Linked DNA regions of Mus musculus: region 2 is linked to region 1. A link is a contact called in public promoter capture Hi-C data. All regions are on one chromosome and are shown on one strand. The core of a region is the stretch at or near the end of the contact, and the rest is flanking DNA. Distances in the headings are between cores, read along the strand shown. Region 1 holds the start of Mamdc2 (MAM domain containing 2). Region 2 overlaps Fam189a2 (family with sequence similarity 189, member A2).

Region 1 (6,818 bases), core at 4,122-6,621:
CTCTCCATTTATTTATACTACTTCACTGACCTCTTGTATGGTAGTTTGAAAAAGAATAGCCCCTATAGGTTCATCTATTAGAATGCTTAGTTATCAGAGAATGGCAATACTTGAGAAGGATTAGGAGACATGGCTTCATTGGAATAGGTATGACCTTGTTGGAGGAAGTGTGTCTCTTCCTGCTGCCTGCATATAGAACTCTGAGCTCCATCTCCAGTACCATGTCTCCCTGTGTTCCACCATACTTTCCACTATGATGATAATGGACAAAACTCTGAAACTGTAAGCAAGTCCCACATTAAATACTTTCCCTGATAAGAGTTGCTGTAGTCATGGCCACTTACTTCACAGCAATAGAACACTGACTGAGACTCCTTGCTTATTCTGTATGACTTTGTTCTATCTTACCTCATCAACACAATTCTCTTCAAATTACTTTTTCATTAGCCAGCTCCATATCTCCAAGACAGACACTATGCCTTGTTCGCCTGGATTTCTAGCCCCAAGTGTGATACCTGGTTCATAGTGGATACTCAGGGAACGTTTGCTGAACTTATCTTCCCATGATACTGCACAAGAATGAGAAGAGGTGAGAGTGAAGTGGAATTTTCTGGTTTCTTTGGAAACTCAGTTATGTCATATGATGTTCTGCTGAGGCAGACAGGTAAAAGGATGTTGTGTTGAACCAGACACATGAGAGGGCATATGATGTTTAGAAATACTCTAAATATGACCTCCCAGACAACAGGAGGAGGCTCTGGCATTGGTTCGCTTTGCTTTGCCTTGCTAGTCTTGCTGATGATGTTCTGGCATTAGTTCACCTTACATCACATTTCTGATCTTCGCTTGTCATGACTTCATGGACAGTGACTCACCAAAGAACCTCGTGTGACATTCTTGTTGCTTCCTCAGACTCAGGCTGATTGGTGGAGCCTTGAGGTTTCTTCTGGATCCCACTGCCATTGCTGATTGTGAGTAGTGATTGCTGAGTGGACTGCAGCTGCTGATTCATGTTGGTGTTTTACTAGAGGACTGGATTGCTGACAATGAAGATTGAAATTGCCCCAAAGAACTATTTCTAAACAAGTCCACAAAACCCAATTCCTAGTAACCTTTCTTTTTCCACTACCTCTAGTAAGTGATGGAGATTAAAGCATTTAAGAGACTTTATTAAAGTAGGTTGTGAAAATTTTAAGCCTACAGGAAAGCCAACCACAGAAAGGAATGTGGGTGCTCCAAACAGCTTCTGTGTGGGGCAGCACAGTGCATGTGGTACAAGTGTGAACCCTGGCTTACTTTCTTCTTCCCCAGGGTCAACTCCTTCCTGAGCCTTCTCCAGCTATGGGGAGAAGACAGCAAACAGCTACAGAAACTCCTGCAAGGAACATCAGGGTTTCACTTGGCTCTCTTATGAAACCTGAATTTAGAAACCTCCAGGATGCTAGAAAAAGCACAGAACATGATTAATAACACTAGGGTTAGCCCGGTCCCAGTGAGAGGCCAATACTATGGGTTGACACATAGCAGACACAGAGCACAGGTCATTTCCCCAGCATATGCTGCAGGGAGCTTCTATTAAAAGGAAGTGTGCCTTATAGAGTGCAAAAACCATCAGAGTCTGACTTCTGGGGTCAAATCCTGGTGGCTTATTGGCCAGAAGTGTAAACTTGAATAAGTCAATTGACCACTCTTGGTCTGTTGTGCTTTTTATTTGAAAAATGAATACAATAATAACATCTACTTTACAGAGATGTTGCATGAATTAAATGGGGAAAGCATATGAAGTGTCTGGCACCTCTCTCTCTCTCTCTCTCTCTCTCTCTCTCTCTCTCTCTCTCTCACACACACACACACACACACACACACACACACACACACACACACACACATTGAAACAAATGACTAACCCTTTTGCAGTGTTAGAGCCAGAAGTTCAAAGTCAAGAGATCTGCAAAGCTTGCTCCTCGAGGACTCTGCGATGGGTGGTGTGTATTTTTCACCTCTTCCAGTTTCAAAGTTCCATACATTCCTGGGGCTGCCCAGCCCAGTTCCCTTTCCATCTTTATGTGATCTGCTGTACGTGTCTGACTTCCCTTCTGTCTCTTACAACACTTATTTACCATTGACTCAGGGCCCATCTGTTAATCCAGGGTGACCTCATCTCAACATCCCTAATTTTATTGCTTAAGCATATAGCCTCTCTGTCCAAATAAGGTCACATTCGTGGGCTTAAGGATATATGCATATCTCCTTAGGGAGGATACTGTTACCCTACCTTAGTTCCTAAATCTGTGTGCTCTTATTTTCAGCTGGAGCTTTATATATATTATTGATCTTTTGACTAAGCTAAGTCTTGAGGGATAGATTTCTGGGTCCCTGAACTCTGGGTCTTCCTTCCTAAATGATAAGATATTACTGCAGCTGTGCGGGCTCCCTGTTCAGTGACCAAAGAACAAAGACTGATGTACGGAACACCTAGATTCTCTAGAGTTTTTTTCTGCAACCCTCTGCCTGGCTTCTGCAGTACCTCTTCCTTCCTGTACAAAGGTCTGTGATGGGCACTTACTGACCATAAAATTATATACTGGGAGGAAATTTGACTTCCCCAAGTTTGTGCTAGTGACTAATGATACTGTTTTCCATAGGTAGTGTGGCCTTAAGGTTTTAAATCATGTTTTAATTATTTGGCTATCTTCCCAGGGCTTTTGGCATTTTTTTTTTGAAATTTACTTCCTTACAGCTTGTGACACACGAGATGAATTGACTATTTCAAATATTTTACAAGTACTTGAGCAAAGCAGCACCAGTTTGATAGTAGCTTGTGATTGACAGTGGCTTGTGAAGCTGAAAGCAGTCTTGAAGTTCAAATGGATTCACAGCTGTCTCTGAATGTCTGTATCCATCAGAGGGTGTCATCTCTGAGCAAGAAGCCAAAGTGGAAGGTAAGGTGAAGGAGGCACCTCAGCTGGCTGGGTTAGTCTTGTCTCCTCCACCTGTTGTCACTGGACTTTTTACCTCAGTTTCTCCATCCATTAAACGGGGCTTATTGCACTAGTCAACTTGCTGTTGTTGCAACAAATACCTGAGATGATCAACTTATAAAGAGGAAAGGTTTCTTTAGGCTTACGGCTTAGGAGTTTTCTGCTCAAACCACGGGAGAGGACATGTGCCAATGCAAAGCTGTTGAATTTATGGCCAAGATTTTGGAGAGAGAAAGAAGAACAAGCTGAGGACCCACCACCCCTCTAAGAGCCATGCCAACAACTTGAGGACCTCCCAGAAGGCCACACCTCTTAATTCTCTTCCATATAGCCTGTGGCACCAGGTTGAGAAACAACCTTTTAACATAAGGGACTTTCAGAAGCACTGTGGATCGAAACTGTAGCAACAACATAGCAACTTCTTATGAAGATCAAATGAGATTATTTCTATAAAATATCTGCAATGATGTATATAATAAACGTTCTCTTTTCTCTCCTACCTGAGGGAATGTATATAAACACAGTGAGTAACATTCCCCAAACAAGTTTCTGATCCTTTGAGCCATAACTTACAGAAAATTCATGAAAATATGTCTGAACTTCAAAGACGAATCCCAAACACTTTTTCAAATTATGGAGGTGGTTATTGGATTTTCCACTACTAAAGCAACACTGGAGTGATGACCTAACGGGGCAGCAAGCCATCGGTGGGGAAGAGCATTTTGAACAGTGGAGATGGCTAATGTAACATCCTGTGAGAACACAACTGGACTGTTTGGCAGGACAGAAACAAACCAAGTGTTGAGGGCTGACAACGAGGAGATAAGAGGTTTGGCTAGATGTGACAGGTCCTTGTGAAGAATTTGGATTTCGGTAAATGATATGGGAACTTGTGGCTTCTTGGGAAAAGGCTATTTTTGTATTGAGGGGAAGCCCTTACAACTCTAGTTAGAAGGCAGTGTGGTAGGCAAGGCTTAAGAAGGGAAAAGAGCAGGATGATGAGGCCACTGTGGTATCCCAGGGCAGTAAACATGCCAGCAGCGACCAATCAGGGCCTGAATATGAACATGGAGCAGGTGGGTACCTGGTGTGATGTCAGTCCGGAACAGGCAAGATTTGGCATTGTCTTGGGAAGAGGAGAGCTTTCGGGCCTGACTCTAAATTCTCAAGTTTTTCTGTCATCAGCAATTGGAAAACAACGCTGTTAACTAAGGTGGAAAAGAGGAAGTTTGACATTGTGAACCATTCTCCTTGAGACCTGTTAAGTCCAAGACAACTTGCAAGCATCCACTCGGATAATGGTCAGGTGATAGTGAGACAGAAGCCAGCAGCTACTGTGCTTCCCCAGCATCATCAGTCATCAGCCTCTGATATATGCGGTGATGTCTAAATGTGAGGGACGAGGTAAAGCGCCCAGGGAGTGGTCAGAAAAGGCAGCAAGAGATTAAGGACGAGCTTCAGTCAATCCAGTGTCAAGGGCCAGGGAGAAAGGGCATCCAGGCCCAACAAGACAGCTGCTGTGGAAGGTAGGAAAAACAAGCTTGAGAGGTCAAACTGAAGACAGTGAGCAGAGCTTTGACAGCTGAACAGGAGTGTTTTAGACCAGCGGTCCTCAGAAAGTGGGTCCGGGCCAACCTCAGCTGGAAACTGATTAGAAATGTACAGAATCAGGAGTCCCACCACAGAAATACTGGATGAGGGACTCAAACATGGGCCTCTTTAGGGGATTAAAAATAAGCCTACTCTAGACACAGAAATGCCTGCACAAGCATACAAAGGGGATTAAGAAGCAGAAAAAAACTAATATACTTTTAACTATTTGATATCAGGGAAATGACCCTCTCCCCAACCTTCCATTAGAATGGCTGTTTGCAGAAGAGGACTGCCCCCCCCCCCCATTTCACTGGACCAGGGAACGCTGAACATCAAGCATGCCAGACATTCTTCTGCCCAAAAGGAGTGTGTGTGTGTGTGTGGGGGGGTACTATTCCAGGGTTAGCAACACTGGGTCGAACGCTCTGAGAATTAAAATTTATCCCACGCCCACCATATCCAAAATTTCCTCTAGAAAGCCCTAAGAGAATTCCATTCCTTTCCATTCTAAAGAAAGGTGGTTAAAATTAGGGACACACACACACACACACACACACACACACACACACACGAGAGAGAGAGAGAGAGAGAGAGAGAGAGAGAGAGATAGTTACAAGCTACATGCAGGGAAAGCTGTCCCCTGAAATAAGCTGTTTCCCACCGTGGATGGGCGGGGCAGGAGTCTCTGGTCTCAACCCAGCAGAGGGACTGCCCCTTCTAAGTGTATGCAAGAGGTCTGGTCCCCAGCTTTAAAATTCTGGACGAAGGCACCACTTGCTGACCTCTCCTCTCCCCCAAGTGGTGGCTGGCCCTTCTCAAGTGTGCAGTTGTCTCCTCCCTGTCCAGTCCGGCAGTCGCCCGGGGCCCAACCGGGCTACGAGTGGCCGGACGCTACAGCCTTGCGCAGCGCGCTCTGCTCCTCAGACTCTTCGAATTTGAGCAGCCTGTGGCATCCCCCAGCAGGTCCCCCAGCTCCTTGCCTAGCACCCTCCCTTCCCTAGGAGCAGCGGGCCACAGTGAGCCAGCAGCCCTCGCGGGTCCTCCTGCCTGAAGTTCAACTATGCTACTAGAAGGGGTCCTGCTGGTAGTGCAAGGTAAGAACCAACAGGAGACCCCCCCGGGGAGGGCGTCCTGGAAACTCGCTCCCTCTTGGGCTGTCAGGGTGGGGTTCTGGTGTCCGCTCCGCCATCCAACAGCTCTTCTGGACAATTCTCAGCCACTAAGCTCCCGGCTCTCCCTGGTCAAGCACGGGATGGGGGTGGGTATGGAGTTGCGCAGAGGAGGGTCCCAGGAGTGTTGAGGGAGGTCAGACATCCTTCTCTCTTTCCTTCCCACAAGACTCCCCGAACTTCACCAGGTAGTCCCCAGGGCTAGTGCAATACTACCAGGCAGAAACCCAAACTGAAAGTCCCTTTGTGCCCGCAGCCTTGCAGCTTGCCAATGCCCTAGACCTGCCCGCTGGCTCCTGCGCCTTTGAAGAAGACACGTGTGGCTTTGACTCCGTGTTTGCGTTTCTGCCTTGGATACTAAATGAGGAAGGTAAGGGGACTTCGTAGAAAGATGCTCGAGGTGAACTTTCTTCACGTCTTGTTCCTCCCAACCCCCCGGAAGTAAAGATATCTTGGAGTTACTTCCCTTTGGGAGGAAAAGTGTGTGAGTCATGAAACCTCCTTCCAACTCTCCTGCAGCAAAGAGTGGCCAGGGAAACCACGGGAAAGGGGGCGGAGGGGAACAGCTGTGTACCTGGCTCTGAGCATGCGCTCCTACCCCCAGCACACCCTATTGAAAGGGACAAAGGGGATTCTGCTAATGATTGTTGCCCCTAGCCGTGTGCCCCCTGCAGGCTGATAGCCTTGCTAGTCTCAGTGGCTACTTGCCCGAGCTGAGATTGTCAAACGGACTAGCTCACAGGAAGCTTTGCAGAAATTTTCCACACGGTTGTGAGCGTCCTCTGTGCTAAGCTCTCCCACTTTGGTCCACCCACAGCAGTTTTACCTGTGATTCATCCTTTCCCATTGTATCTAATTCAGCACTGGACAAAAGAGTTAACTCCACCACGGAGTCCCTGAAGCCACTGGGCTAGGGCCAATTGATCAGTCACATTACTCTGCACCGCTGGGGTTCCGGTGACAACGTTTAAGTGAAAAGGAGTCTGTGATGTGTTTTCTTACCCTTCATTGTTACAGTAAAAAAAAAAACAAACATTCCAGTAACAAGCACTGGTGTCCCTCTCCTTTCCTTTCT
Region 2 (7,384 bases), core at 3,595-6,094, 520 kb before region 1:
AATATTTTGAGAGAAGTTGAGAGGCCATGGGAAAATAAGATAGTCTATGTTTATATTGGAAAGATACATGTGGTATTTTTTTTTAATTAAAAACATATATTTATTTATTGTTGTGTTGTGTTGTGGGGGGGTGGGTGGGTACACTACGGTGCATATGTGGAAGTTGGAAGACAAGCTGTTTGGGTCAGTTCTCTTCTTTTAATGTGGGTTCTGGGGACTCTACTCAGGTCGTCCTGTTGGAGGTAAGTGCCTTTACCTGATGAGCCACTTCACTGGCCCTGGCACTGTGTGGCTGGTGGGACTGTTCCTGAAGTCGTGGGTAACCGCATTTGGTTGCCCATGATGCTGTAAGATTATCAGGTGAACTGTCTCCCGATTCTCCAGTTGCTGGCACTTCTCTGAAAACCAGTCAAGGAGTGTATGGTTTTATTCTCTGGCTCTACAATTTTGTATTTGTTATCTTTTTCAGTGTGCTCTAGTAGTCTCAATTATTGGAATCTGACTATGTTTTATTTTTTTTAAACACTTTGGATACAGCGAAACATGTTACTTCATCTCCCTCCCTCATTGTTTTGAGTATAATAACATGGAGCCTCTTTTGAATATATGAATACCTGGACATCTATAAACATCTCTCACTAGAGAAAAGCATATAAAATTGAAGGAAGCAAAGGAATAGAGTAAACAGCTTTTGTAGTTCAACCAGCAGGGGCCTCTGGGGGACTTAGTCTAGTAGTTGTGTTCTGTTCTTCAGAAGCTCTCTGCAGACTAACTAGACATCCTCTAATCTTGCTCTCTCTGGACCTGTCTGGCCCCTTGTGGTCTCTATTCTGTCCCTCTGACAGTGAGTGTCATTTGTCACAGCTCTGGACTGACCATATGGAAGCCACAGAGAACCCTTCCCTGGTCCCTGCAGCAGCTTCCAGGCGGGGAGGAAGTCCTGCCTCCCAAGACGAGCTGTGTGTCTCTGCAAACCAGTAGGCTTGGCAGCCTGGCCTCTAGTTCAAAGCCCCACCTTCACTGTGGAGGTCCAGTATCCTACCTGGCAAGTTGAGTCTTCGAGCTGACCCTGTGCCAGCTTCTAGGAGCATGTAGCCGTTTGCACAGCAAAGGGAGGCTGGACCCCCCTTGCATTCTTCAGTCCTGTGGACGAGAGGACATTTACCTGGTGGCTTGTTTCACTGAGGAAGGCATTCAGTGAGCGAATGCAAACTACACTCTGTCTTCACACGGCTTTATCCCGTGTTTCTGGAAGACTTGTTGTCTGTAACGAGAACATGGCAAGCTGGAAGGGCAGCTTCTAACCCTGGGTCAGAACTCCTGTCTGCCTTTCTCCAGAGGAAAAGGAAACCTACCCTTCTTTCACCTGTCACTCCACCCTGTGCTTCCTGCCTCCTTGAATATCTGAATCTGTACTTATGCGGCCTTTACAAATTTGACAGCTGTGTGCACTGAAGCCTGATGGTGGCTTGTGGACACATGGAGATCAGACCCGAGGAATAACTTCTCCACCCAGTTCATGGTGAAATAGCTTCTTGCCAGTCTTTATCCCTTTACTGATGGAAGCAGCCATGGGAATTAGAGCCTGCAGTGGATTTTTTTTAGACCCTCTGTTGACTTCTGGAATGATGTAACTTTCTGCACCTAGGTTTTCTGTACTAGTCATAGATCTGCCTCACAGCCATGGTGTGAGCCTCAGAAATAGGCATCAATAGAGTGCTCCGAGGATGTTTAGGACCAAGGTACCGTGACAGCATATTTTCTGCTCATCCCACAAGTGTGTCATCTGTCTCTTCCTCTCTTTGACTCTTCTAAACCTACCTGCCCCAACATTCTCTCGTTGGTCCACCATCTTTTTCTTTCTGCTTAGCCATCCATTCCTATCTACTCCATGAAAACACGCTCCTCCGTGGTTTGCACTGTGGATTCTGTGCCGTGTCATCTGTCTTTGCCTTGGGGACTGTTTATGTGCCGTGGTTCAGTGTCTCAGCACACAGCCTATTGCAAGTGCACTTCACACAATAGAGCTGTGTTAGTTTCATTTCCCTTCATTCCTTCTGTTCTTCAAGATGGTGAGATGTACACGCATGACCTCGGGCATCTGCCAGATGTTGTCTACACTGAGATTTCTATGGTCAGTGTGCAGAGGGGCTTGTTCAATGGTGACATTTTGTCTCTGTCCACAGCTACCCCGGTGCTCAGCTGCGAAGCTGCAACGCAGACAGAAAGGAGGCTAGATCTCGCTACAGTGACTCTGAGGAGAGGCGCGAGGCCACGGGCATCAAGATGCAGACCCCGCTCTCTGATAGATTACAGGTCATACATAGACACGAAGCTGCTAGTGGCCAGGTTCCTGGAGCAGTCCTCCTGCAGCATGACTCCGGACATTCATGAACTTGTAGAGAACATAAAGTCTGTTCTGAAATCCGATGAGGGGCACATGGAAGAAGCCATCACGAGTGCCAGTTTCCTAGAGCAGGTACCACTTCGCACAGCCCCAGGCTTGCTTCCAGTAATCGGTGTCACTACTCATCGGAGGCAGAGAGAGAGTCCATGGTCAGTCTCCAGAGACCTGGAGGAGGAGGGGGTTATGTCCTCAGAGAGGAAACTAGAGAGCTTTCTTTCTGGGCTTCATCACTTTCCCACAGTGCTCTTGACCCAAGGGAAGAGAACCTCACTTTCTGGGCAGTGAAATATGCCTGGTAAAAAGCAAAGGATCTGGGCACTGTGGGGTTTACCATGCATATGAGTTCCTGAATGGGAGCTTGCCCGGGATGTGGTGTTTTCTCGGCTCTTGAAAATGATGGCAGACTGAAGCTCATGACTGGCAAGGGTCTAGGAGCTGTTCCCATGCCCAGTGAGTTGCTGGGCTACACAAGTTGGCCGATGGGACTTAGAGCAGTGGTTCTCACCCTTCCTAACGCCGCAGCCCTTTCATACAGTTCTTCATGTTGTGATGACCCTCCCCTTCCCCCACCATAACATTATTTTTTTTTTGCTACTTCATAATTGTAATTTTGCCTCTGTTATGAATGGTAATGTAATTATCTGTGTTTTCTAATGGTCTTAGATGACCCCTGAGAAAGAATCATTTGACCACCCCAAAGGGGTCTCAACCCATAGGTTGAGAACCACTGAATTAGAGGACCAAATAGCTTTCTCTCCATAGATTAAAAAAGTAAAAGGTGCCCTAAACTGAAGCCACTTTGGTAAAAGACCAAACTGGGCGTACATGGAGTCCATTTGGGCCTTGGGTTTCTCATCATTAAATGGAAGGGTTGGGCTAGGTAGTCTCCACCCCTGCGTCCCCAGAGAAGTAGAATTTCCTCCCAGCCAGAACTTCCTCTTTACCCATTTGAGAGCTGTTGTTACCGCTTGGCTGTTAATTCATTCTCCTGGGTCAGTGGAGTGGATGCTGTAGATGGTCTACCATAGTGCCTTGTGTTACCTGTTCTGAAACAGTGGCTTCCACTTGATTGTCCTGTGAGGCTTGGTGGCAGTGAGACTCCTGATTCTTTCCCACTGACAAAGTCACACACCATAGTGACATGACAGTTCAGCTTTCCACAGATCCTCCCTCGTCAGGCCTATCTGGGTGAGAACTATTCTATAGCACTGTAGTTTTGAGAAGTGAAGTGCTACTGTCCCGTGTTTAAGGTTATAGGACTCATTAAAGACAGGTCTGTAGAGCGTTCACACATAAAGTGTCCTGCTTCTTTACGCTGATTAGCCACGGGGTTAGCAGAGCTACCTGAAGCATCATTGCTTTTAATTAGCATTTTATAAATCTGATCCAGAACAGTGGTTCTGTGTCGGTTCTACCTGCTTCTTGTTAAAACTCCCCAGCTTGGAGCTGGGGAGATGGCTCAGTGGGTAAAATGTTTGCTGTGTAGGCATGAGGACCAAGAGCAGATTCTCAGTACCTATATAAAAACAAGGCACCGTGGCACCAGCCTGCAACTCTGGTGGATCCTGGTGGCTCCCAGTCTAACCATTGTGGCTAGCATCAATTGCAGTGAGAGACTCTCTCTAAAAACTAAGGTGGAGAGTGATAGAGGAAGATACTGAATGCAACTCCGAGACTACACATTCACACCCAATCGAGTGTACTGCATACAATAAGATCCACCAATGGTTGCAAGAGGGCGGGTCAAAAGGCCAGCGCTAGTGAGGCTAACATCTTCCCTTCTCCTCTTCTTTTCCCAAAGATAATGGCCCCGTCACAGCCCAGCACATCCCAGGCCCAGGAGTTGAGCTGGAGGAGACAGCCCGGCCTGCTGCACCTGCGCAGCTGTGGAGATCTAAGCACCTTCTCTCTGACAGCAAGGCCGAGAGCCGAGAGGAGGCCCCAGCAGCGAGCGGAGGCTGAGCGGCCACACAGCCTTATTGGTGTCATTCGAGAGACTGTCCTGTGAACTGAGTGACATGGAAGGATGTCCCTCCTCAGTGCTGTTTACTGTCTGGGAGCCAGGGGCACCCCTCCCCCTCCCCCCACTGGGAACCCCTCAACCGGGTTCCTGGGGTGGGCACTTATTCCTGTTCTTTGGCTCCCTTTTTTTGCTGACGAGGGCACTCAGGTGAACTCGGGTGAAGTACGTTCTTCCTGGCCCTTCCAGTCTGTGTGTTCCTGGTTGGAGAAGAAGGCAGGGAGGGCTCCTTTGTCTGCTGGGTCTCACAGTATCCCCAAGGGGTGCACACTGGGTGAGCAGAAAGCAGGCTCCCTAGCCTTTGCCTGCCTCACCCCTCATGGCTCTTGTTGTTGCCAAGTTCATTCCCTTGCTGTAAGGGGAGAGCTGCCGGGCTATTTATAGCAGCCTGCCGCCTCTGGCTGCTCAGTGAGAGGAATTGGCAGGAGACATGATGGTTAACACCATGTGACTCCAGTCTTCCAGCCTCCTTTAGGTTACCCTCAATCCCTTCCTCTTTAGGAAAAGCAGCAGACCAGCTAAGCGGTGTTTTGTTTTCTTTTCTTTTGTTTTGTTTTTAAATGAAGGACGTTAAGGGTGAGCACTATGGTTGAGTCCATTCCTTCATGCTTGCAAACTAGAAGACAGAACAGAGAATAAAGCGCTGGCGTTGGAAAGTCTGGACTCCATGTGTAGTGTTTGTGTGATCTCAAATGACCAGGCCTTAACTCATGGAGGGTGAATTTTGGGCTGTGGTGGCCAGGGTGCCCCTCTAGGCCACCAAACTAAGTTCATTTCCACAGTTCCAGAGCCCCATAGATAACAATGCATCAGGCAAATCCTGGGCTGAATTTAACAGGTTAGCCTGAATGGCTCTGTGGACCTGCATTCTAGTGGGGTATAAAGAGAAAGTCAGTAAAGCAATTACTGATAGTACTGATGCTAAGAAGTAAGGGGGTGGTCAGGGAGGGCTTCTCTGAGGAAACGACATTTGATCTTGACCTTGACTTTGAGGACCAGGGGAGACTATTCGAGACAGAGACAGAGGCCAGGCATACTAGTGATCACAGAATCGTTTTTGAAGGAGAGGTGGACGGAAGCCTGGCTAGCTGCAACCTATGTTAACGGTGAGATACCACGGAAATTTCTAACACAAACAAGATAAACTTAATCCTATTTCGAAATGATCACTGTGCTGGTGGGAAAGTGGTTAATTTAAATGGGAGAGGAGGCAAGGAAATGGACTAAGGCTGCCTGGGGCGGTGAGCGCTGGTTTTATTGGGCCCCGCCTTAGTACTATGATGAGGGTATTAAATTCTCATCTGGTGCTCATCACAGCCTATTTAGTGGGAGCTGCTATTTTCTCCATTTTATAGGATAATGATATTTCACAACTTGTCCAAGATCACACAGAAACCAAGGGGTAGAGCTGACATTCACACCCAAGTGGCCAGACTCGGGAACCTCTCTGTGTCCAGCTTCTCAGGTGGTAGTATTTGTGTTCCCGGTTGCGGAGCATCCTGCATCGTTCATGGGACCATAGCCTCCCCTGACTCTATCAACCATTCATATTAGAGTGGCCTCAGGGGTCACTGAGCTGTCCTGGAAAGTGGGCTTTGGAAACGTTGAGAAACGAAGGGCCGTGAGCAAGCTGGGTCTGGCTGAGTGCCTGAGTGAGGTGCATTAGGGGCCTCCTTCCCCAAGGGCGGTTTCTGTTGTTACCACCTCCGCTCCATCCTGAATGAGAGACACCTCTTCTGGCCTCTCTAAAAGTCCTCATTGTCACCATGTAGCTTTGCACCACAGCCTGGGCTGCTGCCCAAGGTCAAACCTGCTTTCTCTGTGAGTCACTGTGTATCACAAACCTCTGCTCTCACCGCTGGTCACTCACAGGGTAGACTGCCCAGGAACCGGGTCGGTCTTGCCACGTCCCTTGGCATTCTCTTCAGCCGCCTTTTTCAGGGGGAGGGCTAGGAATTCTCAGCCTACCAAGGGCTTCTCCCCATAGTTTGTAAGAGAAAGTACTGGCCACATCTCTGTGTGTGGCTAGACTTTTCATACCCTCTGCCCATAGCTGCAGCTCTTTCCAATCTCTTTCCCGACTCCCTTGCTGGTTGCCTTGGACCACTGAGTGTATAGCATGCCTTGAAGGCTCAGGGCAGATGGCTGGGTATCAGAAGTGTGAACCTTTGAGGCATGGTACAGAGATGCCCCCGTGTGTCCTGAGGACAGGGTGGTTGACAGACATAAGCCAGCAAGGAAAGACATGACACCTGAGGGCACCACCCAAAGGGCAGCAGGTGGTAGGGGGGCTGCCTCAGTTTATTAGAATTGCCTCTGCAGGGTCAAAATGTCTCATGGAAGTCTAGAACCTGAATGTGTTGGCGAAGGGTCCAATCTCTTCCTTGACCTCCACCCTCTTTGTAATATTGCAATATTGATGATACTACCGTATTTTATGAGTGTTTATCTCATGAGGCACTTAGAAATAATACCATTCATCCCCCCCGCCCCCCCCCGCCCCGTGTGTGTAAATATTCTCAAATGCCAAAGTATTAAAAGTGTGGCATGCATATACATAGGTTAACTGAGTATATATAGGGCAGGCTGTTTTTCATTAAAACACCACAGGGATCCACGGTCCAGAGGTAGAGACAAAGGATTTCAAGTGTGACATCAGAATGATAACAGCATTGATTACTGAGCAGAGAAATATTTGAAGTAAGTCTTCACTAGCAAAGTGAATGTCACTCAGGATATCTGGATGCCTAGAGCCTTGTACAGTTATTGTTGGCCCTGCTTCAGTTGAGTAAGAACACGACGCTCACTTTGTGAGCTTGGCGCAGGATAAATCAGGACAGGGGTTGCCCCTTCAAAATGTTCCAGCAAGCTCTATATCTGGGTTTCTGAGGCCAGAGAGGAAGACTTTCCCAGCTTTTGCACTTTAGGAAGACTGGCTGAAGGCTTACTGCCCCAAG

The links. Promoter capture Hi-C pulls out the DNA fragments that hold promoters and counts their contacts.
Region 2: a promoter capture Hi-C map of neural stem cells shows a contact between it and region 1. A contact is called at or near these places in 2 of 39 promoter capture datasets (embryonic stem cells and neural stem cells), 1 of 130 datasets of targeted methods (embryonic stem cells) and 1 of 9 other capture datasets (embryonic stem cells).

The regions. Positions count from the first base shown.
Region 1 is chr19:23,446,875-23,453,692 of GRCm38.p6, reverse strand. Mamdc2 (MAM domain containing 2) reads left to right here and starts at 5,371. Exons shown (of 14, transcript NM_174857.3): 1 at 5,371-5,668; 2 at 6,000-6,113. The coding sequence starts at 5,635.
Region 2 is chr19:23,970,456-23,977,839 of GRCm38.p6, reverse strand. Fam189a2 (family with sequence similarity 189, member A2) reads left to right here. Exons shown (of 11, transcript NM_001114174.1): 10 at 2,187-2,479; 11 at 4,209-5,090. The coding sequence ends at 4,415. Among named protein-coding and RNA genes, the nearest start is that of Gm34076, 57 kb to the right of the region's middle.